2 separate regions of the Danio rerio genome follow, and region 2 is linked to region 1. Evidence: chromatin contacts called from public Hi-C data. All regions are on one chromosome and are shown on one strand. The core of a region is the stretch at or near the end of the contact, and the rest is flanking DNA. Distances in the headings are between cores, read along the strand shown. Region 1 overlaps si:dkey-215k6.1. Region 2 holds the start of si:dkey-215k6.1.

What was found. Hi-C and Micro-C count contacts between places; a contact is called where the count stands out from the background.
Region 2: a Hi-C map of an unstated tissue shows a contact between it and region 1, with 4 times the contacts expected there. The contact joins the promoter of si:dkey-215k6.1 here to the enhancer-like site in region 1. A contact is called at or near these places in 1 of 18 Hi-C or Micro-C datasets (an unstated tissue) and 1 of 4 datasets of contacts at active chromatin or transcription factors (caudal fin).

What each region holds. Positions count from the first base shown.
Region 1 is chr5:19,318,166-19,324,848 of GRCz12tu, reverse strand. All of the region lies in intron 2 of si:dkey-215k6.1, which reads left to right. Among named protein-coding and RNA genes, the nearest start is that of si:dkey-215k6.1, 180 kb to the left of the region's middle. Within about 2 kb of position 3,263, at least 6 of the 62 cell types and tissues checked have an H3K27ac peak or open chromatin away from gene starts, as enhancers often do.
Region 2 is chr5:19,495,943-19,502,625 of GRCz12tu, reverse strand. si:dkey-215k6.1 reads left to right here and starts at 3,013. Exons shown (of 9, transcript XM_679464.10): 1 at 3,013-3,646. The coding sequence starts at 3,547.

The DNA of each region.
Region 1 (6,683 bases), core at 2,014-4,513:
GCCCACTGCCTGCATTGCCAGCATCCTATAAGGGACTGATCTGGAGTGCTCTGTGATACGTGTGGGTATCACTAGATTCTGGATCTTCGTTTGAATTAATGCTGAATCATTTTGGTTAGTTTCTTTTTATAATGTCTGTTTAGACTGAATGTGAAAGCATTTACAGTATCTCTACCACTTCAGATTGATGAAAAGTTTTCTCAAATGAACATAGCCACGAGAGTAGTTTGTTTAAGGTTACACAGGCCATTCTATCCATCTCTCGATGACTGAAAGGAACCAAGTCCTTTGTTTATGAATTGATTTTTGTTAAACCTTTATTTTTTAATAAACTTTGGAAAAAATCTGACATTTCATGATTTTTTTTTGTGTGATGTATCCAGTGCTCCGCATATATGAGTACACCCCTCACAATTATTTTCAATTAAATTTTTTAATTGGATGCTTTACAATATTATATTTGTGCATATCCATTAGTTAAGTCAGCACTGAAGCCAAATCTGGTACTAATCTTAAAAAAAAAAACTGAAGATCAAATGAGAACACCCAAATTTATGTGTTAGGAAAAAAATGTTAAATAAAGAATAGAAAGATCAGCACAAAGAAATATATAATATATATATTTTTTGCAATATTTTCTTGAATTTAAATGTATTATTTGTCTATTTTTAAAGATAATCTGTGACTAAAATTAAATTTTTTTATGATTAATTTTTTTTCTTTAATAATTTAACAGTACTATCAGTTTACAATTTTTTTACCTCCTTTTAACACCCCCTTTTCCCTCCCCTCCCCAACAGCAGCAGTGGCTGTAAATAGATGTTGCTATCATAAATTCTGTAAATACAGATAAATCATATAAACTCAATAAATAACTAAATAAAAAAAACACACACATACAGAACATAATAATAGTAAAAAAATAAAATAAATAAAAAATTACATAAATCCAATACCATAATAATAATACATAAATAAATCAAATAATATAATTACACTTTTACCGTTCATCTCATTACAGTGACCTTATTCATTCTCCAAAAATGCCAAATGATTTCCCAATATTCTCTGATAAACATCCAATTTATCTAGTAATCTACTGTATATGTCATTTTTTCATATGGCCATTCATAACCCATTCTTGAAGTAATAGTGGACCTGCTGAACGGCATCCCCTCATAATGATTTGTCTTCCAATCATAATACTTATTTGAATCCACTCAGACATCTTCACACCAGATCCCAACTCGAACGGGTTTCCCAGTACATATATGTTAAGTACATATATGTTAGGACAAAACGAAAAGCAGCATCCAGAAACATCCTGAATGCAATTATGCACTTTAACCCTGAATTCCTGTGTTTTAGAACAGGACCACAGGGCATGCGTCAAGTCTCCTTCTTCGCTTTCACATCTCCAGCATTCAGCAGAGTCCTTCAAACCAAGCCTAAAAAGTCTACTCGGGGTCCAATAAAAATGATTCAAATTTTTAAATTGTATTCAGCGTACTCTTAAATTTATTTCAATTTAGCTCTTTACTCCAAACCTAAAATATTATATTAATAAATATATCTGGCGACGCAGTGGTGCAGTAGGTAGTGCTGTTGCCTCTCAGCAAGAAGATCGCTGGGTCGCTGGTTCGAGCCTCGGCTTGGCCAGTTGGCGTTTCTGTGTGGAGTTTGCATGTTCGCGTGGGTTTTCTCGTGGGTGCTCCGGTTTCCACCACAGCCCAGACATGCGGTACAGGTGAATTGGGTAGGCTAAATTGTCCATAGTGTATGAGTGTGTGTGGATGTTTCCCAGAGGTAGGTTGCGGCTGGAAGGGCATCCGCTGCGTAAAAACGTTCTGGATAAGTTCATTCCGCTGTGGCGACCCCGCATTAATAAAGGGACTATGCCGAAAAGAAAATGAATGAAAAAATAAATATCTGTTTAATGAATCTGTTTTGTTCAAATACCCCAAAATATACTACTTACATCACTGAGAAATATTCATTTTCAAAAAGAGGAAACTCATTTATGCTGAGCACTGTGTTGCGATTACAAGACTTATTTTAATGTAGGTGAATTAAATAGTTTAATGGAATGAAGTTTGTTTGTTTGTTTGTTTGTTTAACTTTGCACTGGTCATTCTATTCCTCTGCAAATTAATGAATCGATCTGAATACTTTGTTTATAAATTGATCTTTCTTGGCTTCTTTTTTGAAAAGTTTTAGAAAGAACTGACATCTATTCATTTTTTGTGATATATATATATATATATATATATATATATATATATATATATATATATATATATATATATATATATATATATATATATATATATACATACATACATACATACATACATACATTTATACATACATACATACATACATACTGTAAAGTGCTCAGTATATGTGTACACCCTTCACGATTCTATTTTTTTTTATTAATTTTTTGATAGGATACTTTACAATGTTAAATTTGTGCATATAGATTTATTTAGTTAGCACTGAAGCCAAATCTGGAGCAAACAAACAAACAAACAAACAAACAAACAAACAAACAAACAAACAAACAAACAAACAAACAAACAAACAAACAAACAAACAACCCTAAAGATCGCAGTCCAAAAATTAGTACATCCCAATGTATATGTTGGGGTACAAATATGACATAAAAAATGGAAAAATTAGAAAATGGAAATCTAAAAAAAAATGGAAAATCTAAATTTTAAATTTTAATTAAATTACAAAACTATACAGTATATAAGCTGTTTGTTTTTAAAGTTAATGTTATTTAAACCAAAACATTTTAGACAGGTAAAAAATGATAATAAAAAATTATAAAAAAATTTAATGAAGGATTTTTTTATATACACTGAACTATTTATGTATCAATAAATAAAATAAAAAAATGTTCGCACTGTTTATTCCATTGCATTAAATGCAATGCTGTCTTAAATCTACACTTTAGAAGGCATCATAATAAGTAGGTTGCTTTATATTATAACAGTCTAGAGAGCATTTGTGTTCCCTAGAAAGGCCACCTCTGTAGGCAGTGACTATTGAAGCAGAACAAATGGAAATGCAAATGTGGTCATATTAGCTGCTAGATGCTAATTTTAAATAGCACCAACAGATATGATGCAGCGACCAACTGACTCATTCAAGCAAGCTCAGATGCTTAGTGTGTGTTTGCTTGCATTCCACTGTTTGCTGTGTATGTGTGGTCCATTGCCAAGCCGACACGCACTATTCTCTATCACACTCGCGCACACATGCAATGACACGGCTGTTTGTTTTGGTGCAAAGGTTGCATCGCCCTTTACGCCACGATCTGCAAACTCATCTCCAACCGACACGTTGCCAGACAAACCCTGCTAATCCACCTGTGTAATCCACCATGTGTGTTTGTACGTGTGTGAGCGTTTAGTCTCGGGATAGGGGATTGATTTAGAAGGGTAAACTCCCTGATCTGAGTCCCCAGTTAATTAAATGCCAATTGGATTGGCCTGCAGACCTGAGTACTTCCTGTGCTGTGTGTCCACTCTTACACACACACACACACAAATACATGACCTTTCTCGTTGTTATGCACACTACCACACTGCTTTTCCATTATAGTGTGGAGCACCAAAATATCAGTTGGAGGCTACGCCATAGTTGTGCGTTTTTTTTTTTTTTCTAAATGATTCAGTGATGGTCGATTCCTGCTCTTTAATAATGCAGCTTTTATGTGGCTGTAATTATAATGATAAAAAGTCTCTGGCAGAACATGCCATGTGACTTTCATATTAGATATCATGTGATCACTGGCCTGAGATATATTACATTAACATTTATTCATTTGGCAGAGACCCCCTGGAGCATCCTGGTGCCTTTTTCAAGGGCAAAACAGCAAAGGATTCGCTTGTTTTTGGAGTTTGAACCTGTAACATTTTAGTTAACAACTCTGATAGGATTTTATTTTGGAATACATTTGTACAAACTAAGGCACATTTAATCCTGAAAAGATAAAAACAAGTTTTTTTTTTTTTTTTAGTTGTTACACAATAGCTGAGAAGTTATATAAGAGTTGAGCTACAGCTGTGTTGTGACTCTATGAAAGTTGGCAGTTCTACCCAGATGTTACTGTCCTCTGATTTTTAAAACAGAATAAATAGGCTTCTTTTGAGTTTATGTAATGTTTGAAGTCAAGTTTATTTAAAAAATAATTTCTTAAAGATCACGTGCTTATGATTGATCATGACTTGTCTCGCCTTAGCTAACACATGATTTACCAATCAGATGATGCCTAACTCACTTTAAATAACCAGAGTTTTTTTTTTTTTTACTTCAGTTATCTTAGCCTTGAGGAATCCCACCTTCCACCCCTACTTCTCTACCTTTCCCTTTATAGGGGGGCATGGTGGCCCAGTGGTTAGCACTTGTGCCTCACAGCAAGAACATCACTGTCAATCCTGAACAGGCCAGTTGTCTTTCTGTGCCGAGTTTACATGTCTTCTTCTGTGCAATGGCAAAGGGGGGTTAAAGATTCAAATTCATATATGGGCCATTTAGGGTAAAGATTTGGCACTAATGGCAAAATTTAATCCGAATGTGAGCCTAATGTGGCCCATGTGGAAAACGGTAAATTTGGCCAAAATGATGGAGTACAAATGTGGGCCACAGTTGGTTAAAAATGTGGCATAGTCATATAAGGGTAATTTGTATCTAAACCTAAAGTGGCTAACACGTGTGGGTGAAAATGTGGCCCAGTTATTTTAAAACATAAGTGTGCCACCTTTGGCAATTATTTGGCACAGTAAACTCTGGCTAATGCAGGCGTTAACCACTTCATACAAAGTGTTTGAGTATTCTACGTAAAGGGGCAGAATAAAGGAAGATGTTTAGATATTTATAAAGCGTTTTATAATAATGAGCGATTGCTTCATATTTAAAAATTCTGTACAAGTTTTGATTGGTCTCGCGCAATCACGGGATGCGATTTCGCAGGTCAGAGTTAACCAAGCTTGAACTTTGGGATGTAGCGATATGCTAAACTTGTCGCATGAGCTTGGGATTCTGGTCCACTGACTGCAGCTTTTTAATGCAAGCTGGTCAGCTAATGTTTACTTTTGTAATATTTGTGTTGCAAATGTTAAAAACCACCTCAAATATGGATAACAACCTGATTTGGATCTGAATCGGTCTCAGTTTGGAGGCTGCTCTGGAGGTCGCATTACATACATTCAAAATATTACTGGGTAAACTGTCAGTGGGAGGAGTTACACAGTCCAGAACAAAGACAAACATTCTGACACAGAACACACATTTTCAAAGGAGAATATCTGACTTTAGCTTTGTTTTTCAGATAAATATGCTCACTTAGCATGCTTCGTATTTATCTGCAAATCTTTGCATTTTTTTTTACTTTAAATGACTCAAAAACTTACAGGCAGCACCATTAAGGCTTATATGTGATAAAAAAATATTCTCTCACTCAAGTTGCTGATTCTCTCTCTTGCCTCAAATTTCTGAGATATTGTATCTAATTTCAAGGAGCCACTATGAATATGTGGGAGTCTCCCGCATAAAGGAGGTGGGATGTCTGCATTTACACTGGTGTATTTTAGCTTTGTCTTCTCAGCCCACATTTTTGAACTAGCAGTAGCCACCATGACCGACTGTCTGCACATAAAAACAACCCACACATGCACAAGGTTATGTGCATCACGAACGTTGAACAAATGTTGACCGTGTGATGATTTCAATTGAGATTATCAATATTTTTACAATATTGATACAAAAAAGTGGTTCTCAGTTACCATCTCTAATTAGGAGGCTATGTTAAATGCTATTTTTACCACGAAAAAGTGTAATTAACAATAATAGGATTGATATTACAAATCAGTCCTCTAAATTACTGGCAAACAAACACGATTTGCTTGTAAACAAACGAGTTCGGCATTATGTAACAGTTAGCATGTGCTATACTGTTATATTTTAGACTAATGTTTCCGATGTATAAATCAAAATTAATGATGTGCTGAGAAAATAATTTACTGATGTCCACACCTATGCAGGCGTCACCTCCTGTTGCAATTATATATTCTACAGAAAGAATCACCCTAGAAATCTGTTTTTTTAAAGTTTTGTTCAGGCACTAAAAATGCTCTTATCTATTCATTAAGGCTTCTCTGAGTTGTGTAGTGGTATAGTAATGGAAATGGTCATGTTTTAGTCTTTTCACACTGAACCTTTGGAGCTGACTCTCAGTCCCAGGTGTCTCAGCAAATATAGGATCAATTGTTTGTGGGAGTAAAGACACTTTTTGCATTTGACCTGTTCCTACATAAAAAACCTACATAAAACCTGCATTAAAAATAGGATTACTTTATTGTTCATTTAAAATACATTTAGGTCTTTATTATGATCAATTCTGAAAGATATAATTTTAGCTTATACAGAATCCAACAGCTTTAAAGCTCAATACCTTAAAAACCAATAATAACCAATAGAATCTTATAAAAAGCTCTTGTTCTATTACTTCTTTAGTTAATGAACAGAGTGGTGTAATTAATTATGCAAAGAATAGAGCAGAGCTGCATGTTTACGTCTAATGAATCTCTGTCTCTGGGCATTAAAGGTCATGTTCTTTTGCCACAGTAACCTATTTACATCACCTGCTCACCAATGTGAGGTGGCTAGGCAAC
Region 2 (6,683 bases), core at 1,764-4,263, 180 kb before region 1:
GGATCTCTAGTCTGGTAGATAGCCGTGCGATATTCTACAATATCAGAACTCGTACAGAGTGACAGCAGTTCAATAAACTCACTACAATTTCACAAATATTGCAGCTCTTGGACAACCAGCCTGATATCATGAGGAAACCGTATTGTACGTTTTGTCAGTTTAATGGCTAATTCGTACGAATAAGCAAATTGTACTAAATTGTATGAATAAGATCAGACGAATTTCTATGAATTAGCCACTAATTCAAAAAGTTACGAATTGCCGTGAGATTGTGTTGGGACAACATAATGTACTTTTGAAGGTTTTTATGCAAGAATGTAGTTGTTTATATTGAAACTATACAGTTTATTTATAATGAAATTGCCTGTTTTAAATATTTATAATTTCTGAGAGGCAGTGTGTCGGCATCTATCAGTCTGTCCTACCTAGCAGAGTGAAGACAGTTGACGTTCAGCCACAAGATGGTGACAGAGACCACATAAGAAGCCCTTAGAAGAGAAAAACTCAGCGGGATTTTAAATTACAGCTGATCAAATCATTATAAAATAGGTAAGGGACTTTCTAAGTCGATCTTTCTCTTTTGTATGTTTTAGTGCTGAATTTATACCATAGTCTGGTATAGTGTTTGCTTTGCTTTGGCTTTTTCTGAGTTAATTATTGTGATATCCCATATTTCATGCCGTTCAGCCTTATAATCTTAAAATGTGAGCAAAATCACCTGTTTGCCATCATTTCAGACATTACGCTAGAGAATCATTCAAATTCTAGCTCTAAAGTAACTAATGAATGAGCAACAGTTTCTGCTGTTCTGAATTCAGCTGCAGATGTGAATAAACAGCGGAATAAAGTAGTTCCTCAAACAAAAAGATTTTTAGACCCTCTGTGCTTGATTTTCTTTTTTATACACACGATTATGCTGTTGAATTGTTGTATAAATGCATTATCACACTTGTAGTAGTGCGATATGGCTGTATATCGTCATTGGTGGGACACTAATGCATGCCATGTTTACTGGCTTGTTGGTTGATTGGTGTAATTATTGTTTCTAGGTGTGATGTGTAGAGCTTGACTATTTCTTGAGTTCTCCTGTTTTCTTGTTTATCCTGATGAAGACCATGTAGGTCGAAACACTGTTACACTAAAAAACATTTTGAGAGTTAAAGTTGAAGTGTGCCAATTTAGTTTTTTTTTTACTTTTTACACTAATGCATGCCTCCCACCAGTGCAGATATACAGACTTATCGCAATGCTACTCGTGTGATATTGCTCATATAATGCATATGAATATTTTTGATAGCATTTAAATAGAAAAATTGCAAAATGTCTTCTTATCATGACTATTTTTTTACAAACACACTTTATATTCTTATAATATAATATAATATAATATAATATAATATAATATAATATAATATAATATAATATAATATAATATAATATAATATAATATAATATAATATAATATAATAAAGTTATATTAGATACATTTTTTCTAGAATTGTGTTGTAATTTCAAGATATTTCCTCACAATGTCTCCAAAAAATAGTGGTGAAATGTTTTAACTTCTAAATAATGTTTTATGTTTTAAAATAATAATAATTATTATTATTATTTATTTAAAAAAAAATTTACCACTGTGCAACTTACAGTATATATTTTTTTAATCTAATGACTTTCTAAAGATATGTTGAAGTGTGGGGAAAAAATGATCATTATCAATGCTTGGTTCTCTGAGGGTTAAGGGCATGTATATATACTTATTTTTTTAGGTGTATAAATATTGTGAGACAGTGAAGGGTTAGATGGCAAAAAGAAAGATACAAGAGAGCCAGTGGTGTTTGTTCTAAATGCACAGTGCAGTGCATCCAAAAATCTGGGCCAAAAAACATTGATCCCAAAAGCTGGGCCTGGTGATTAGATTCGGGAAGAAACAGAATGCATCGCATCGGATTCACTTGCTGCATTCATCATTCATGCACTCAATAGCTGGAAATATTCTGCCAAATTAAAAAAAAAAGCATGTTTGAAAAATAAAGCTCTTGCAATAATCAGAAATACAGTTAAGGATAAAAAAAATCACTCTTGGCTTTAAACAAAAATAAGTAAAAGTACAATGTATATAATTGCGTTTGTCTAGGTGAAAATTAAAGGAGCTCACTTTTGATTTGTACTAAGACATTATATCAACTAATGTTTTCATTTACGTTCTTTTCTTGACAATTTAAGGCATCAAATATAAGGATTTAAAGCGAAAACTGGTAATATGTCAAATCTTGCACTGTCTGTGCCACTCAGACCACACACAGAGACACGTTATTCAGTTTGTCCTCACTAGGGGTCCCTATTGCTCCTCATTTTGAGCACAGCGACACACGATTATTCATGCTGAGGTTCCCACTTAAAGCAACTTGTTCTCATACAATATATGCTGAAGTACTTCATTTTTACATGCCAAGGTCATAGGTTTGATTGCCAGGGAACAAATACACTGAAAAAAAGTGTAGTAAACAAAAAAACCGAAGCTGGTTTGTTGGTTTTAATAGCTGATTTTGAGAGATTTTTCTGCATGTTAGGTTGGTCAAGCCAGCTAATTCAGTTTAACTCCATTTTTAGAAGTTTGATTTGTTTGTTTTTTTGGTCGTTCTAAGACAAAATATGTATTTATTTTAAGCTTGTGAGAATGTAAAACGAGTACAACCATAAATCAACTTTAACATGAATTTCCTCTGTCAGAATATTCATATATTGAAAAGATTTTTGTACAATATACAATAAATATTATATATATATATATATTTCAATATATGCTCATTATGCCTTTTCTTTAATAAATATTAGACTGCGTAAAATTTGCGCTTTGTAAAATAAAAATGTGCCTCCTTGTGTGAGGGGGTTTCCTTGCTTGTAATTGGCTGTAGTTTTCGTGCACCTGTTCTGTCGCAAAACCTCATTGGCTAGCGGAGATGTCCCTCTTTTTCGCCTCTTCTTCACGCGCTTCCCGCTCTCAGCGCTGGAGTACCAGCTTGACTGTTGGCCTTTCTGTCTCAGGAGAACTGCGCGAGTAAGTTCCTTCAGGCAAAGCGAAGATAAAAATCAGACATGTTGGCGCAAAAGCAGCGTCACAGGAGCGATGGGAACATTTCAGAGAGTGTCAGCGGCGACCGCGGGTGGTTTTGCGCTGCCGTGCGTCAAGAGACGGATTCATAGGACGCGCATCTACCCACGAGCTCGCGCGGAGAGCACAACCAACTTCTGCGGCGCGTGACTTCATAACGCACCCGCTCCGGACCTTTTAAACTTTATGTACTGGAGGAATAATCACAACACTGCAACAATGACAGCGACTTTCGTTGGCTTATAATAATAATAACAACGCATTGCCACTTTTGAATCTCGTTTCTGACGGAATTTTGGTGAGAGGTAAAGGACACGGATTTTTGGGGACCGCAACAAGGCTATTCTGCTATCGAACCATTTACATTATCACATGACTTTTCAGAGGATTATGATATTTATTCAAGAACTTCTCAAACTAGACTATTCATAATGTCGTTTTTGAACAATAGACTACTACCCAGAAAGCCAAAGATGACCGCTTTACGGATGGCGTTAATGCACGCGCTCCTCGTCGCGTCTCTCCATGGAGGTAAAGTAACATTTACGCACGTTCAGAACTTGTTGCGAGATGTCAGAATAAATCAAACGAGCACGATGCAAATGACAAGCATCTCTCATGTGTTGAAACAGCTGTTTTTAAGCGCACTATATCAGTGCGCTTTCGTGTTTTTGAACACGCGAATGCATATAAAAAGTTGACGCGGGCTGCTTCCTATTCCACTTGACCCATTTTTAAATCTTAATTTACACTTGAAATATTTATAGATGAATAGACACTCATGTGGTGAGCGGTTTGTGCGTTTGGTTTGTGGGACAGAGAGGCGCGCGGCGACAGCAGCAGCGGTGTGGTTTTGTTGTGCCGAGCGTATAAATAATAGAAATGTTGGTTTCTCACCTTGTTGTTTTGCAGTCTTGTCATCAATTATGCATGCATGTAGTTAGCTAGCAAGACAGAGATGTAGAAACAGGGCGATTGAAGTGTCTTCCGCTGTGTTTTCCAACGAAATATCGCGTGGAAACACTTCTTGACAGTGACGCGAGAACGTTTGTTTTTATTTTAACATGAAAGAGTTATGTGAATCTCCTCAAAAGTACAACAATTTTACTGCGCAAATGAAAGTAGGTACAATTTCTTCTCAAAGGAGAACTTGCCCTTTCATTAATTTATAATAGCTGTTTAAACGAGCCTGTTTGGGAACCGTAAACAATGTGCTTTTCATTTCAAAGCTGTCTTGAAATCATTTATGCGGTCCTCAGTGTTACATTTTAATGGCTATTGAATAAATACACTGATTTTTATGTGAGCCACTCTATTTTCACTCTCCACAGAAGCAAGAGACAGTGATGAAATGAGCAGACTTTTGTCCGGGCAGCGTGCTGTTTTTATTCATCCTCGCCAGCTGAGGACCCACAGTGGCCTTCACATCTATTTTTACTTCTACTATCCCAGCAAGTCTGAAACTGGACATGTCATACAAACAAACAATTAGGCTGTGGGGGTGAGATAGAGACAGACAGAAAGTGTGGGGGATTGCAAAATTAGAAAGTGTGTGTGTTGGAGATCTTCCTGCGTTAGCAGTGACAAGTGTGTCCGATTGTGTGTTGTGGCTTGGATGGTTTCAGAGATGTTGACTTGTGACAGCACTTGCTGATCAAGCACTGAAACTGTCATCATCATCATTACTGGTTTATATATATATATATATATATATATATATATATATATATATATATATATATATATATATATATATATATATATATATATATATATATATATATATATAGTTGAAGTCAGAATTATTAGCCTCCTGTTTATTTTCCCCCATATTTCTGTTTAACAGAGAGAAGAATTTTTTCAACCCATTTTTAAACATAATAGTTTTAATAACTCATTTCTAAAAACTGATTTATTTTATCTTTGCCATGATAACAGCACATACTATTTTACTAGATATTTTTCAAGACATTTTTTACAGCTTAAAGTAACATTTAAAGGCTTAACTAGGTTAATTATTTAGGTTCACTATTTAGTCTCCACTTCACTTCCTAATCTGCAATTGCCTCTCTGGATATCACACTAACTGTACCCAAAAAAAAAAAAAAAGTACTAATAGTTTCCTTCTTAGACTTTACAGACCTGAAACCTGCCTATAGCACTTATTCATTGTTGCTCTTATAGTTGTGTAAGTTGCTTCCTTGTCCTCATTTGTAAGTCGCTTTGGATAAAAGCGTCTGCTAAATGACTAAATGTAAATGTAATGTAAATGTAATTAGGTTAACTAGGCAGGTTAGGGTAATTTGGCAAGTTATTGTATAATGGTGGTTTGTGCTGTAGACTATCGAACAAAATATATAGCTTAAAGGGGCTATTAATATTGACCTTAAAATGTATTCTAAAAAAAATCAAAAGCTGCTTTTATTCTAGCCGAAATAAAACAAATAAGACTTTCTCCAGAAGAAAAAATATTATCAGACATACTGTAAAAATTTCCTTGCTCTGTTAAACATTTCGAAAAAAAAAAATGTCAAAAGGGGGCTAATAATTCTGACTTCAACTGCATATTAGAGTCTCTGTGGTCTCACAATGCTGTGTGTAATGGACTGCATGCAAAGAGTACATCAGTAGCAAGTTCAGACAGCATGTGGTGTAAATGCATGGAATTGTGTCCGCTGAACTGTGCGATATCCACAGGAATATTTTGCAAGTTAGTGGCTGTCAGTGTGATCACGAAAGTGCCAGTTGTTTGATTTATTTACGTTGCCTTTTTCAGACTACAGAATTGCTGACATATTGTAGTATGGACATGATTTGCGCTGCATATGAGGAATGAAAGCGCGAGGCAGAAATCCACAATGATGTGCATGTGTGACGGTGGGGGCCGAGTCGGTGTTTGATGACGGAGGAAACAGAATTTGTCAGTGAGTTACAACAAATTTGCAATTTGTCTACAATTGAAGGGCTGAAAATGCACCTGTTTTCAATGAGGCCATCGATAAATCTGGGGAATGAGAGGTTTTTGTTGCTTCAGGGAGTTTTAGGAGCTTAATTGACAAAAGCAGATGGATGTTTACAGAAGGACCGTCTTCCAAGTAAGACTTAGAGCTCATTTTCCTAGCTGTGCAAAAGCTGACAGCGAAGCATCTCTCATCTTCAGCATCTCCTGCCTTCGGCGTCTTGAGGGCAGATATTTGTGTTCAGGGCTCAACGGTTGCGAGTCTGAACGGTTGTAACAAAACCAGAGGTGTGATTAAAACTGTCAGACTATCAGGCTGTCAAACACAGTTGCCCTGCCACACACACACACACACCAACACATACGTACTCGCGTAGACACACACTGGTCGTGTCTGCGAGCCAGGCTGAGCAAGGGGCCCATATGTTTGAGGGTTGGCTGACACCAGGGAGATGATTTGCTCTAGGGAGACTGTGAAACCTAAATCTTTCGCTCTCTCTGCCTCTTTCTGTTCGCTTATACAGACACACACACAGTCATTCAGGCATGTTTACTCGCAGACACACACCCCCTTGGTGGGTGCCTACAAACTTTCTAGCAAAACTATAA